2 separate regions of the Sus scrofa genome follow, and region 1 is linked to region 2. Evidence: chromatin contacts called from public Hi-C data. All regions are on one chromosome and are shown on one strand. Each heading gives the region's core, a stretch centred on a gene start, on an enhancer-like site or on the middle of the called end of the contact. The rest is flanking DNA. Distances are from core to core; before and after follow the strand shown. Region 1 has its middle 24 kb from the start of TARBP1. Region 2 has its middle 19 kb from the start of TOMM20.

The links. Hi-C and Micro-C count contacts between places; a contact is called where the count stands out from the background.
Region 1: a contact with region 2 is called in a Hi-C map of mesenchymal stem cells, with 4 times the contacts expected there. The contact joins two enhancer-like sites. A contact is called at or near these places in 4 of 5 promoter capture datasets (fetal liver, fetal skeletal muscle, liver and 1 more), 16 of 47 Hi-C or Micro-C datasets (adipose tissue, alveolar macrophages, blood and 9 more) and 1 of 2 datasets of contacts at active chromatin or transcription factors (skeletal muscle).

The regions. Positions count from the first base shown.
Region 1 is chr14:56,641,954-56,648,814 of Sscrofa11.1, forward strand. No RefSeq gene overlaps it. Among named protein-coding and RNA genes, the nearest start is that of TARBP1, 24 kb to the right of the region's middle. Within about 2 kb of position 4,813, at least 55 of the 83 cell types and tissues checked have an H3K27ac peak or open chromatin away from gene starts, as enhancers often do. A contact at or near this core is called in embryonic fibroblasts and liver, where this site is marked.
Region 2 is chr14:56,129,254-56,135,866 of Sscrofa11.1, forward strand. No RefSeq gene overlaps it. Among named protein-coding and RNA genes, the nearest start is that of TOMM20, 19 kb to the left of the region's middle. Within about 2 kb of position 4,863, at least 4 of the 83 cell types and tissues checked have an H3K27ac peak or open chromatin away from gene starts, as enhancers often do. A contact at or near this core is called in embryonic fibroblasts and liver, where this site is marked.

The sequences.
Region 1 (6,861 bases), core at 3,563-6,062, 510 kb after region 2:
AGTGGGTTAAGGATCTGGCGTTGCCATGAGCTGTGGTGTAGGCCGGCAGCTGTAGCTCCGATTCGACCCCTAGCCTGGGAACCTCCATATGCCACGGGAGTAGCCCTAGAAAAGACCAAAAAAAAAAAAAAAAAAAAGGGAAAGAGAGAGACCCTGAAAGTGGACGAGTGTGGGAAGCGGAGCTGGTTCCTACTTCCCATAAGCAAGCTGCACCTTGAACGTTCAAAATACAGAACTTTCTCAACTTATGATGGGGCTCTATCCCAATAAACGCATTGTGAGTTGAAAATATTGTAAGTAGATAATGTATGAACACCTTCATTAGCCTGCAGTTGGGCAAAGTCATCTAACACGAAGCTTATTTCACGACAAAGTGTTCAACCTCTCATGCAATTTACTGAATGCTGTACTGAAAGTGAAAAACAGAGTGGCCGTCTGGGTACAGACCAGTGGTAGGTGTATCCGGTGCTTACCCTCATGATCTGCTGACCAGAAGCTGCAATTCACTGCCCAGCACTGTTACTGATGTGGGTTCTTGGCCTCCTCAATCAATAGAAATTGATAAGAGGCCAGGAAAGAAATTCAGGCAAGGCTTTACTGGGGCCCCTGCAGCAGCAGCAGACAGGGAGGGAAAACAAACAACAGGTTCCCTTGCTTGCTCGCTTGCTGAGGGGGGCGAGCTGGTTCCTTATATGAGAAGAGGATAGGCATGGGTCCAGGCGTCCCACTAAAGGGGTGGCTCAGGAGGTCTGCCCACCTTTGGTGGTGTTGTGTGCCAGGGGCATGTGCCTACCCTGCTTTGACTAAGTGGCCTAAGTGGCTGTGGGAGTTTAGGGGTTTTTTTTGTATCTCATTGTTTATAATTTGTGCAATTGCGCATGCACATAGTTATTTTTAGCTCCTTATAGTTTCTTTGTATTTTGTTGCTCCAGGAGGTGTTTGTGCTGGTGCAAGCTTTTTTTTTTTTTTTTTTTTTTTTTTTGCTTTTTAGGGCCAACCTGTGGCGTATGAGGTTCCCAGGCCAGGGCTTGAATCGGAGCTGCAGCTGCTGGCCTATACCACAGCCACAGCAATGTCAGCTCTGAGACATGTCTGTGACCTACACCACAGCTCACGGCAACGCCAGATCCTTAACCCACTGAGCAAGGCCAGGGATCAAACCTGCATCCTTATGGATACTAATCAGATTGTTTCCACTGAGCCACGAAGGGAACTCCAAGGGGCAAGCATTGCAGCCACTGCAGCAAAGGGTCCAAGGTCCCAGGTCCCAGCCTGGCCCAGAGGATGGAGGATGGTGCCACATATCCCTGGCCTGGAGAAAGGTCACAATTCAAAATTCGAAGAATGCATTTCTACTGAATGCATATCACTTTCAAACCATCATGAAGTCAGAACTCATTAAGTCAAAGCATTGTAAGGGAGGTACTGTTTCCTACACTCTCTTTCCGAGGACCAGCTATTTATTTAGACTTCCACCATTTAGGGAAAGAGAAACTTATATATATAATTAAAATACAGCTATAGGAGTTCCCGTCGTGGCGCAGTGGTTAACAAATCCGACTAGGAACCATGAGGTTGCGGGTTCGGTCCCTGCCCTTGCTCAGTGGGTTAATGATCCAGCGTTGCCGTGAGCTGTGGTGTAGGTTGCAGACGCGGCTTGGATCCTGCGTTGCTGTGGCTCTGGCGTAGGCCAGTGGCTACAGCTCCGATTAGACCCCTAGCCTGGGAACCTCCATATGCCACGGGAGCGGCCCAAAGAAATAGCAAAAAGACAAAAAAAAAAATACAGCTATAACATATTAAAGTATATATTATATATGTATATATAGTTAATATTTTAGAGATTATTTATTTATTTATTCATTCATGCACTTATTTTACAGCCACACCTGCGACATATGGACGTTCCTAGGCCAGGAGTCGAATCGGAGCTGCAGCTGCCAGCCTACACCACGGCCAAGGCAACATCGGATCCAACTGCATCTGTGACCTACATGGCAGCTTGAGGCAACACCTGATCCTTAACCCACTGAGCGAGGCCAGGGATTGAACCTGAATCCTCACAGAGACAATGTCATGTCCTTAACCCACTGAGCCACAATGGAACTCCAGAGAATATTTAGAGAATATTTTTCTCCCTTATTCCTTTTCCCCAGCCTGATGGATATTTGGGCCACCATTGCCAGCCGGCAAGCGGAGAGAGCCACCTCCGTTTTACACAGTAGTTTGAACTTGAATTCTTGCAAGATCTTTGGATGCTCCTTGAGCCTGGTCACTTCAAAATTCCCCTAATTCCCCTTCACTAAACTGGTTATTTCAAGCTGGTTGTACAGAGGATCTTAATGGTTTAAGACAAAACAAAACACTCCCTACTTTTCCATGCCATTAAAAGAACATTTTCATTGGGAGTTCTCTCTGTGGCTCAGTGGTTAACAAACCTGACTAGGATCCATGAAGACACAGGTTCGATCCCTGGCCTGGCTCAATGGGTTAAGGATCTGGTGGTGCCGTGACCTGTGGTGTAGATTGAAGACACGGCTTGGATCTGGCATTGCTGTGGCTGTGGTGTAGGCTGGCAGCTGTAGCTCCAATGTGACCCCTAGCCTGGGAACCTCCGTATGCTGCAGGTGCGGCCCTAAAAAAAAAACAAAAACAAACAAACAAACAAAAAAACCCCCACAACTTTGTGTCCTTCCTCTGAGGGCCGGGGGCAGGAATAGTGGAGTGAGCTAATACAGGCGACTTAGAGATGGTCGATCTTTGGGATCTGCACTGATGGGCCGGCCCGGGGCCCTGCCTAACGAGGACTCTTTGAGGCGTTCCTAGTTAGCGGGTATATAGTACTGTAGAAACCCAAATTGCTTCTGAAAACAATAAGACAATTTCTCAAAAGGACCTCCGTCCTGTCAGTATTTTACAGGGATTCCATCTCAAGCAGCTTTATACAGCCATTATCACTTAATTACCAAGATAAATCTCACCAGCAACTTCCATAACTTCTTTTGCAAATGAATATGCCCACCTCTTATATCATCTGTCCCCTTCTGCTCTGTCCCCCACAGTGGCTGAGATCTGCCCAGGCTCCTATCCTCCCAGTGTCACCCCAGGCCGGCCTGCACCTGGGACCCGGCCCTGCCGAGGCTACGGAATTGTACGTGGTTCCCGCTCAGACCCACAAATCCCTGCTGGCCTCGGCAGGGCAGGCGCATGGCAGGAACCTGGCTCCATCTGCTTGCGAGGCTCACAAACCACGGTGAGCTTTTTAGTGATCTGAGGCCAAGTTTCCGGTATGTAATGAAAACTGAAACCCGGTTTTGGGTTTCCTTACCAAATTCACACACAGCTAGTCATGACAAGGGACTAAGTGTGAGGTGGCAAGGAGAGCAGCACCCAGGGACAGCCGGGACACACAGCGTTCAGGGCTATTTCTAGCCTGGCCACCGACTTGTTGTGTGGCCTGAGGCCCGTCACCTACCCTCCCTCCCTGTGGTTCACTTTCCCCAGCACTGAGAGGGGGCTTTTTACCAGAATGTACATTTCTGGTATGGGAAGGTGTTTTGAATTCCTCTGAATCTCTTTTAATTATAGCACTCACACCTGAGACTACTACAGCCATCTTGTGTGTGTGTGTGTTGTTGAATTTTTAAATAAAATTGAAACAAAATCTAGGATATTTATCTAGGCCCTCCATCTGTCTTCTGAAGTCTTGCTCTTATTTCTCTCTAGGCTTCAGCTTTTGATTTCAGACACACATAGACTTACAACTTATGGAGAATGCTGGAAAAGGAATTCCTGCCTTATTTAGACGGTTTATCTAAATGACCTCCTAGGAGTTCCTCTATGGCTCAGTGGGTTAAGGACCTGGCATTGTCACTGCAGCTGCTTGGGTTGCTGCTGTGATGTGGGTTCAATCCCTGGCCAGGGAGCTTTCACATGCGGGGGGGGGGGGGGGGGTGGCGGCCAAAAATAAATAAATAAATAAATAAATAAATAAATAAATTCCCAAATCCCTCTCGTCTCGAAGGTTCTGTGAGTCCATGACATGCCTTGGTGAAAGAGAACAAACCAGGCTTTGAAGTCAGGCATAACTGGGTCTGTCTCCTAGTTCTCACATTTACTGGCTGTGTGACTTCAGGCAAGCTCCTTAACCTCTCTGAACTGAGGTTTCTCATCTGAAAACCTGGGCCAGTGCCAACCACTAAATTGTCAGGAAGATGAAATAATAAAGTACTTTTAAAACATACAACAGAAGGCCTAGCAAATAGTAGGTGCCAAGGTAGATATTAGAGTCTGCTTTTCTTTATTCACACAAGTCTCTGAATGGGTAAAAAATGTAGGCCCTCAACTATTGGAATATCGCTTCTGTCTTCCACTCCAGGGCCCTACTTCTGAAAGAGAAAGAAAGAAGGAAATAAACGGAAACTCTCAAAGGCCTTTCTGAAAGCATCACCCATCTATTGAAATGTGCTTTCCATTCAAAAACTAGGTTATTCATTATTCATCTTATTGGAACTGAAAAGAAGGAAAGAGTTCACTGCTTACAACCCAGCCTTGACCACTGCTTGATTTCCATCATTTCCTGGTATCTATGTAATATGTCCCAAGTGTGAGATTGGCCATGTTGAGAGGCGAGCAAACTTCAGACTGAATGACCGTCCATAATGCCCTGGAATGAATGTTCCCTTTCCTAGCATTTCCACTCCAGGCAGTGCATTTCTGGGGAATTATTTCACTGCCTGGGTGGCCAGAGTCCCTTGGCCTTCAGCCTCATGGCTCACTGCACCACGCTGGGCAAGCAGTAACCGCCCAAAAATGCGAGTCTTTCTTTCATGCCCCAGTGGCATGAGTAACATCATTAACTCTTCAGGGCTGAGGTTTGGGATTACGTAAAAATTTTACACCCCACTGTGTTAGCTGTCAGAATACCAGAGTAACAAAGTGTCTGCAGAGTTCCTTTCCGTGCCAGAAATGTGGTTGCCTGACCTAATAAACAATCCTTGGGATATTTTTTTCCAAGCGATTCTATTTCAGCAGGATTGTGGGTTTCAAAATGGAAGCTAAGTCCTACAGACTTCAAGATCCAGGGAGAACAAAAATGCAAGAAGAAACTGGGCTTTGAAACTCTCCAGACAAGGGGAAAATGCTGCTGACGTGTCCCCTGGAAGGACAGCACAGGAAGAGCACAGCTGTGCAGTGTGGTGTTTCACATGCTCTTCTATACACAGGTTTTCTAAAGTGTAAGGGGAAAAAAACCCGTACAGGGCGCTCCCCTAAGAGGAGCCGCACAACACGTTTTCTCTGGGCCCTGGGCCAGCGCGGGGACCAACCAGAGGCCGGCGCAGAAGCACTGTGGATGCCGCGCGCCATCTGGTGGCCTGAAGCTGATATTGCGCGCTCTCTCCGGCCTTTGACTCCATTGATTTGCAGAATTTAATAGGCTAGTATTCTGGAGCTGCTTTTTTTTTTTTTTTTTTTTTAATCTTTTTATTTACTTTTTAATGATTTTTATTTTTTCCATTATGATTGGTTTACAGTGTTCTGTCCATTTCTATTGTACAACAAAGAGATCCAGTCATCCATATATATATATTCTTTTTCTCATATTATCCTCCATGATGTTCCATCATAAGTGACTATGTATAGTTCCCTATGCTATACAGCAGGATCTCATTGCTTAATTTATTTTATTGGAGTGTAGATGATTCACAATGTTGTGTTAATTTCTGCTGTTCAGCACAGTGATTCAGTTATACATATATATTCTTTTTCATTGTGTTTGATCACAGGATATTGAACCTAGTTCCCCACGCTGTACAGCAGGACCTTGTTTATCCATTCTATCTAGAATAGTTTGCATCTGCTAACCCCACTCTCCTACTCCATCCCTCCCTCAGCCCTCCTTCCCCTTGGCAACCACAAGTTGATTCTCTATGTCTGTGGGTCGGTTTCTGTTTCATAGATAAATTCATTTGTGTGATATTTTATATTCCACATAAAAGTTATATTATATGATATTTGTTTTTTCACTGTCTAACTTCACAAAGTATGATAATCTTTATATCCATCCATGTTGCTACAAAAGGCATTCTTTCCTTCTTTTTTATGGCTGAGTCATATTCCATTGTAGATATGTGTCCTCTGCTGATGGACATTTAGGTTGCTTCCAAGTCTTGGCTACTGAGAATAGCGCTGCTATGAATATAGGGGTGCATTATCTTTTCAAATCATAGTTTTGTCCAGATAGATGCCCAGGAGTGGGATTACTGGATCATACAGCGACTCTATGTTTAGTTTTTTGGGAACCTCCACACGGTTTTCCATAGTGGCTGCACCATTTTACATTCTATTGTGAGCTTTCTGTTCTGCTGAGGAGGGGACTGATCACCGGGGGGTCTGAAAGGAAGACACCAAGAGCCAGCTTTTCTAAATTCCGCTCCTTATTCTGCAATAGGAAATTCGAGGACTCGGGCTCTCCTCGGAGGTAATGATGGTCCTCTGGGACAGCACCAGGAGCCCTTAGCTCCAGCCCCAACCAGCCTCCTATGTCCTCCTGTCCAGGTCATGATGGCACAGGTTTGGGCATGAGAGCCTGGAAACCTCTTAGGTTCTCTTCTCCAGCCTTCTGAATCCTACGCTCTTTCAAGGTTGCTTCATGGCATCTGCACATTCTCAGAACAGCTGCTTCATTTTCGGCTCACACGAGTGTTCCCAAAGCATATTCCAAGAATACTGACTTACCTATTCAGAATTCTATCTTAAAAAAAAAAAAAAAGTCCCTCCAAGTTTTCGAAACCGAGTCACACCCAGCCAGTTAAGACAGGTGTTACTGTGGGACCTCTCAAGCGCTTTGACATACCGAGA
Region 2 (6,613 bases), core at 3,613-6,112:
ATTTTGGAGGCACTAAATTCTTAATGTCCAATAATACTGATAAGGGAGTCAGGTACCTTGACATAACACTGACAGAGAAGCTAGAGGAGGGAAGTGGTGGGGTGGGGGATGTGGGGAGGAGAGGCTATGATTGAACTGGAGCTTGATCTGGAAAAGGTAGTGGTGCCTGGGTTTCAGCACTTCCTGCATCTGTGCCAGCGTGTGAGCTGTATGTTGAGAGAGAACAAGTAGATCCCACCGGAGCCTCACAGAGATCCCAAATCCAGGGAGCCCTGCCTTCTGTTTGTTGGTAAGAAAGGAGACAGACTGAACTGAGCTGGCCTTTGAGTTTTGTTCCCTGATTCTTTGAAGTTCTAAAACCAGGAACCTGTCTTAGTGTACCCAGAGTAACGCATAAGACTAGTTCCCAGAGAGACCAAACACTCAGTGACCTCTGGACAGTGTTCACAGGAAGAGGACAACTTTGTGGTTGTCAGCAGAGACTGGTTTTTTTATAGACCAATCTTTTTCAATGCCCCATTCCTGTAGAGCACTGCAGCGGTTTTCGAAAGCATCCTTTGCAGTTCCCTGCATTAATTAGGACACCCATATAGAAATCTAACTTGAATTTGCTTAAGAAGTAGTGGCATGTGTTAGCTCCTCAGTAAAATCTTTAAGATTAGAACCAGAGTCTCCACACGAGGACAGCTTCTGTCCCTGCTTCTCACTCTCCTTGTCTCACACACACTTAAGGAAGAGGCTGGAGCTCTGGGCGGGCACTGGCCACCCAGGCACGTGTGATGACAGTCACAAGTCCTGAGCTCTAGACTATACTGTAAACCCACTGACTCCGTACAGTGTAAGGAGCCCTTGCTGCCTGCTAAGTGGAAGGTTCAGAAATTGTCCACCTGTCTTGGCTTTATTGAGATACGATTTACAAATAAAAATTGTATGTATTTAAGATGTGCAGTGTGATGCCTGATGTATGTAGGCATTGTGCAATAATTACCATCAAGCTAGTTAACATATCCATCACCTCACAGTTTCCTTTCATGTGTTTAAGTTTTTTGTTTTATTTTGTTTTTAGATTACACATGTAAGTGAGATCAAGCAGTATTTGTCTGTCTGGCTTTTTTCTGCAACGAGTTCACCCATGTTGTTGGAAATGGCAGAATTGCCTATTCTCAGTTCTTGCGAATAGTGCTGTAAGGCACGTGAGGGTGCAGATGCCTTTTTAGGAGAGCAATTTCATTTCCTTCAGATACAAACCTAGAAGTGGGTTACTTGGTGACGTAGTACTGTTTTACATTTTTTGAGACCTCTCCATACGGTTTGCCATAGTGACTGCACTAGTTTCCCACCAGTGGTGCACAAGGGTTCCCCTTTCTCCATCTCCTTGAAAACAGCCATCTCTTGTCTTGATGATGGCCATTCTAACGGGTGTGGCCTTGAGTCACATTTCCCAAATGACTAGTGACGGAGAGTACCTTTTTCATATACTTGGTCATTTGGATGTCTTTGGAAAAATGTCTATTTAAGTAAACCCTTTGCCCATTTTATTATTAGTATTATTTTGCTATTGAGTTGAATGAATTCCATATATTGGGGGGATATTAACCCCTTTTCAGATAAATAGTTTGCAAATATTTTCTCCCATTGCCTTGGTCGCCTTTTCGCTTTGTTGATAGTTTCCTTTACTGTGCAGGAGCTTTTTAGCTGGATGTAGTCCCATTTGTTTTGCTGCCTAAACATTTGGTGTCGGAGTTCCCGTCGTGGTGCAGTGGTTAACGAATCTGACTAGGAACCACGAGGTTGCGGGTTCGATCCCTGCCCTTGCTCAGTGGGTTAATGATCCGGCATTGCCGTGAGCTGTGGTGTAGGTCGCAGACGCGGCTCGGATCCTGCGTTGCTGTAGCTCTGGCGTAGACAGGTGGCTACGACTCCAATTAGACCCCTAGCCTGGGAATCTCCATATGCCACGAGAGCAGCCCAAGAAAAGACAAAAAAAAAAAAAAAAAAAAAAAAAAACATTTGGTGTCAAATAGAAAAAATCATCAAGTCTGATACTGAGTCCTATTTGCTTCCAGGAGTTTTGTAGTTTCAGCTCCACAATTAAGTCTCATCCATTTTGAATTGATTTTTGCATATAGTACTAGGTAAGAATCCAATTTCATTCCTTGACATGTAGACATCCAGTTTTCCTAACACCAATTATTGAAGAGTCAGGATTTGAATTTCTTTAAGAAGGGGACCTCGTAGTTCCCGTTGTGCCTCAGCGGTAATGAACCTGAACAGCATTTGTGAGGATATGGGTTCGATCCCTGACCCTGCTCAGTGGGTTAAGGATCCGCGGTTGCTGTGAACTGCGGTGTACATCACCCCTGAGGCTTGGATCCTGTGGTGCTGTGGCTATGGTATAGGCCAGCAGCAACAGCTCTGACTCAACCCCTAGCCTGGGAACCTCATATGCTGCAGGTGTGTCCCTATAAAAAACAAAAAGAGGAGTTCCCATTGTGGCTCAGCGGTAACGAACCTGACTAGTAACCTGGATGCGGGTTTGACACCTGACCTCACTCAGTGGGTTAAGGATCTGGCCTTGCCATGAGCTGTGCTGGTTGCAGACTTAGCTCAGATCTGGCTTAGATCTTGGCTGTGGCTGTGGTGTAGGCCGGCAGCACTGATTTGACCCCTGGCCTGGGAACTTCCATATGCTGCAGTGTGGCCCTTAAAAAAGTTTTTTTAAAAAAAGAAGGGGACCTGACACACTATTTGGCTGCCTTACCTATTTGATAGGATAAAGGAGTTAGGACTGCTTTTTGTTTTATTTTAAACAATGGGGAGTACTTTTCACCACAGATGAGAGATGATGAACAAAGCGGCCACTCTATAAGGCAAACTGCACATAGAATGGATGCTCATTTCTCCCCCTCGCTCCTTTTATTTGGTCTCTTTAGGGCCACACCCACAGCATATGGCAGTTCTGCCGGCCTACACCACAGCCACAATGATGTCAGATCCGAGCCTCTTCTGCCACCCACACCGAAGGTCATGGCAACACTGCATCTTTAACCCACTGAGCAAGACCAAGGATCGAAACCTCATTCTTACGGATACTAGTCTGGTCCATTAATGCTAAATCACAACGGGAACTCCCTCTATGCTCATTTCTTAAGAAGCAGTCAGGACCAGGGGTTGGAGAGCAGGTCACCTCGGGGCTGGAATCAAGCTGGGTGAGATCCAGAGGCTGTGGGGAGTGGAGAGTGAACCTCTGCTAGAACTTGCTACTCTAGAGAGTGTTTCCAGAGTCTCCACTCTTCCTGGGTGGTTTCCTCATCTCTGGCCTCAGTGGCACCTGTATTTGATGACCCCTCCTGAGCCCAGGTGGGTAAGGCTCACTGCTTGTTGGCATCATGTGGGCATCCATAGGCACCTCAGGTGACGTGTCAGAGTTGAATTCATTCCCCTGAACCTGCTGCTTCTGCACTGTCCTCTGCCTGGCTGTTACCTACTCACCTCAATTCCCTCAGTGAGGAGCCTCACCCCCATCCCTCATTCTTACTCTAATCCATTCACTAGGTCATTTATAGAGTTATGGCCTGGCCACATCCCCTCAGCCATTCTGCTGCCCAAGCACTTACTCTGAAGCATTTTGTCCCTTGTGTAGCATCCAAGGCCCTTATAATCCTGACTAATGAACTCTAACATCCTTCAGATGACCTCCTCCCCTCCCAGACACACAAACAAGCTCTGGTCAAACCAAACCAACTTCCCCCATAAGTGCCTTCCTCATCCTGTCTATTGGCTCAGGGCCTTTGCACATGCTATGTGCCCTATGCTATGGGCCAAGAATCTCTAGGTGGATGAAACTGTCCAGGTCCCCTCTGGTTTTACCATCAGATTGGGAGAGAAGAGTGAAGCCTTCCTAGGTACAGGGTTAGGTGCCATTTATTGGAGATTCTGTGGAACCCTGGGATATTGTAGCCATGGCACTTAGCCAGTTTACCATAATTTCTTGGTAACTTGTCCTTCTTTCCCACTAGACTATTCCTAAAGACGTGTCTTATTGGTCCTTAGATTTCCCAGCATAAAGCATCATTAAATGCTTAGTAAATATTTAATACATTGGCGTTCCTGTTGTGGCTCAGTGGTTAACAAATCCAAATAGGAACCATGAGGTTGTGGGTTCAATCCCTGGCCTCGCTTAGTGGGTTGAGGATCCAGCATTGCCGTGAGCTGTGGTGTAGGTCGCAGATGTGGCTCGGATCTGGTGATGCTGTGGCTCTGGTGTAGGCCGGTGGCCACAGCTCTGACTGGACCCCTGGCCTGGGAACCTCCATATGCCTCAGGAGTGGTCCTAGAAAAGGCAAAAAGACAAAAATAATAATAATACATTAATGAAAATTAAAATGGACAGAAGTAGGTTGGGAATTTTTTGCAATGAAATTCATATAAAAGATTCTTTGACATTACACAGGCAAGGTAGGTGGGAGAAAAAAGTATGTGACTGTGAGGAGTGATGAGGTCTATTTTAAAAGCTGCCAAGTCCCTGAGTTAGAAATACACAGGGTTTGAGAATAGAAAGGAACATACTGGTTTGATTTTCCTCATATTTCTTGACAGGCTCCTGGCTTAACAAAAAGCAAACAAAACAAAACAAAAAAAACCCCAAAACAGTTTTAAAAGCAAATCTGGCAGCCATTGAAGTAGCATTTATAAGATTAAAAAAGCAGCTTAGAGTCATTCTAAACCATTCATCCTGTTGTTGAAATGTTGTCAAATGGCAAATTATGTGTAGTTACCATTTAAATCTGCTATTCTGTGGATAGTCCATACTCTGCCCAACTGCTTTGAAAGGACAGGATTGTTTTCCAGTTTGTCACCTTGCCCTTGAGCAAGAAGAACCTTTACGCAGTCCAGTCATCAAGGTTGCATCTCGCGTAGAGAACTTCGAAGACTTGGAATCTTTCACAGATGACTCATTTTGAAATTTACATCATATTTAGGAAAAGAGGCCAGCTGAAACGAACATGCCCACACTAAATACTTGGTGGTGAAAGACAAGACTTTGCAAATATTCTTTAACTTTCTAGGTATTGTACTAGACATTCAACAAGCTCAATGTATTTTATTGAGCTTTTTTTTTTTTTTTTTTTTTTTTTGCTTTTTTTAGGGCCACACAGGCAGCATATGGAAGTTCCCAGGCTAGGGGTCCAATCAGAGCTACAGCTGCTCTCCACAGCCACAGCCACAGAGGATTCTGAGCTGCATCTGCAACCTACACCACAGCTCACGGCAACTCCGGATCCTTAACCCACTGAGCGAGGCCAGGGATCACACCCACAACTTCATGGTTCCTAGTTGAATTCATTTCCACTGTGCCACGACGGGAACTCTAGCCAGTGCAATTTAAACAGTATTACTAATTGTAATATAGGAGTGACTAGTCTAGGTCGTAGATATTCTGGTTTGTCTTGTCTGATCTTAGGTGATTTAATTTCTTGGATACTTTATTACTTAGAAATGCTTTCTCAGCCTTGGGTCCTCATCAGTAAAATGGAGAAAAAGTGGAATGATGTATTGCAGTCATTTGCTTTCTTCCCTGATAGACCAGAAATTTTCTCACTTTTTTTAGATCCTGAATATCTCCTCTGGCTTGTCAATAGGCAGATGGTAAATAGTTAACTGAATTGAAATCAAGGAGAATAGACTTGTTAATTGGACCTGAATTAAAATATTCTAGCACCTCACAAAATTAGAGATGACTTTCTTTTCTGGGCTGGACCTTGCACTCTTTCTTTTAATTAAAGAGAGACAAGTTTCAGAAGTCGGCCAGAATGTTTTTACTACCCCTTTGTTTTTTTGGGGGGGTTATTTGTTTGCTTTTTAGGGCCACACCTGTGGTGTACTAGAGCGAATAGAGGTTCCTAAGCTAGGGGTTGAATCAGAGTGGAGCTGCAGCTGCTGGCTTACACAACCACAGCAATGCCAGATCCAAGCTGCGTCTGTGCCATAGCTTGCAGCAATGTGGGATCCTTAACCCCCTGAGCAAGGCCAGGCATCGAACCTACATCCTCAGATCCTAGTCGGGTTAGTAACCTGCTGAGCCACGATGGGAACTCTCTTTACTACCTCTTTGTTTTATCAAAGACAATGCCAAGACAAATGCAGATATTTCTGTTAATGCTTTTGGACCTCAGCTAAACCTGAGATTTCTTCCTAATGCTGTTGGACCCAGGGATTCCTCGATTTTGAGAGCAGACATAGGTGTTTATCTGAGGCTCACACCAAACTGTCATGGAGTAGAGGGAGGTTGGGCTAGGGAGGGGTCTCACACTTGATTTCCTTGTGGAGAAACTGATGGCCTGTAATCCTTTCATTTCATTTGGGCCTCGGACGGGGAGTATTTCTCTTGATTTTCAGTAGAAATGCAAAAGGGCCAGTCAGCATGCTTTCTAAATAAAGATGGACTTTGGACTGGAAATTTGCAGTCCAAATTACATGTGGATTTTCTTGGTCCACATGTAACTTCTCTCCTGCAGAAGGACATGCAGATCTTGGTGTATTTGCTTTAGAAAAACAGACACTATTAATATTCTACCTGTTCCCTACAAAAAAAAAAAAAAAAAAAAAAGAA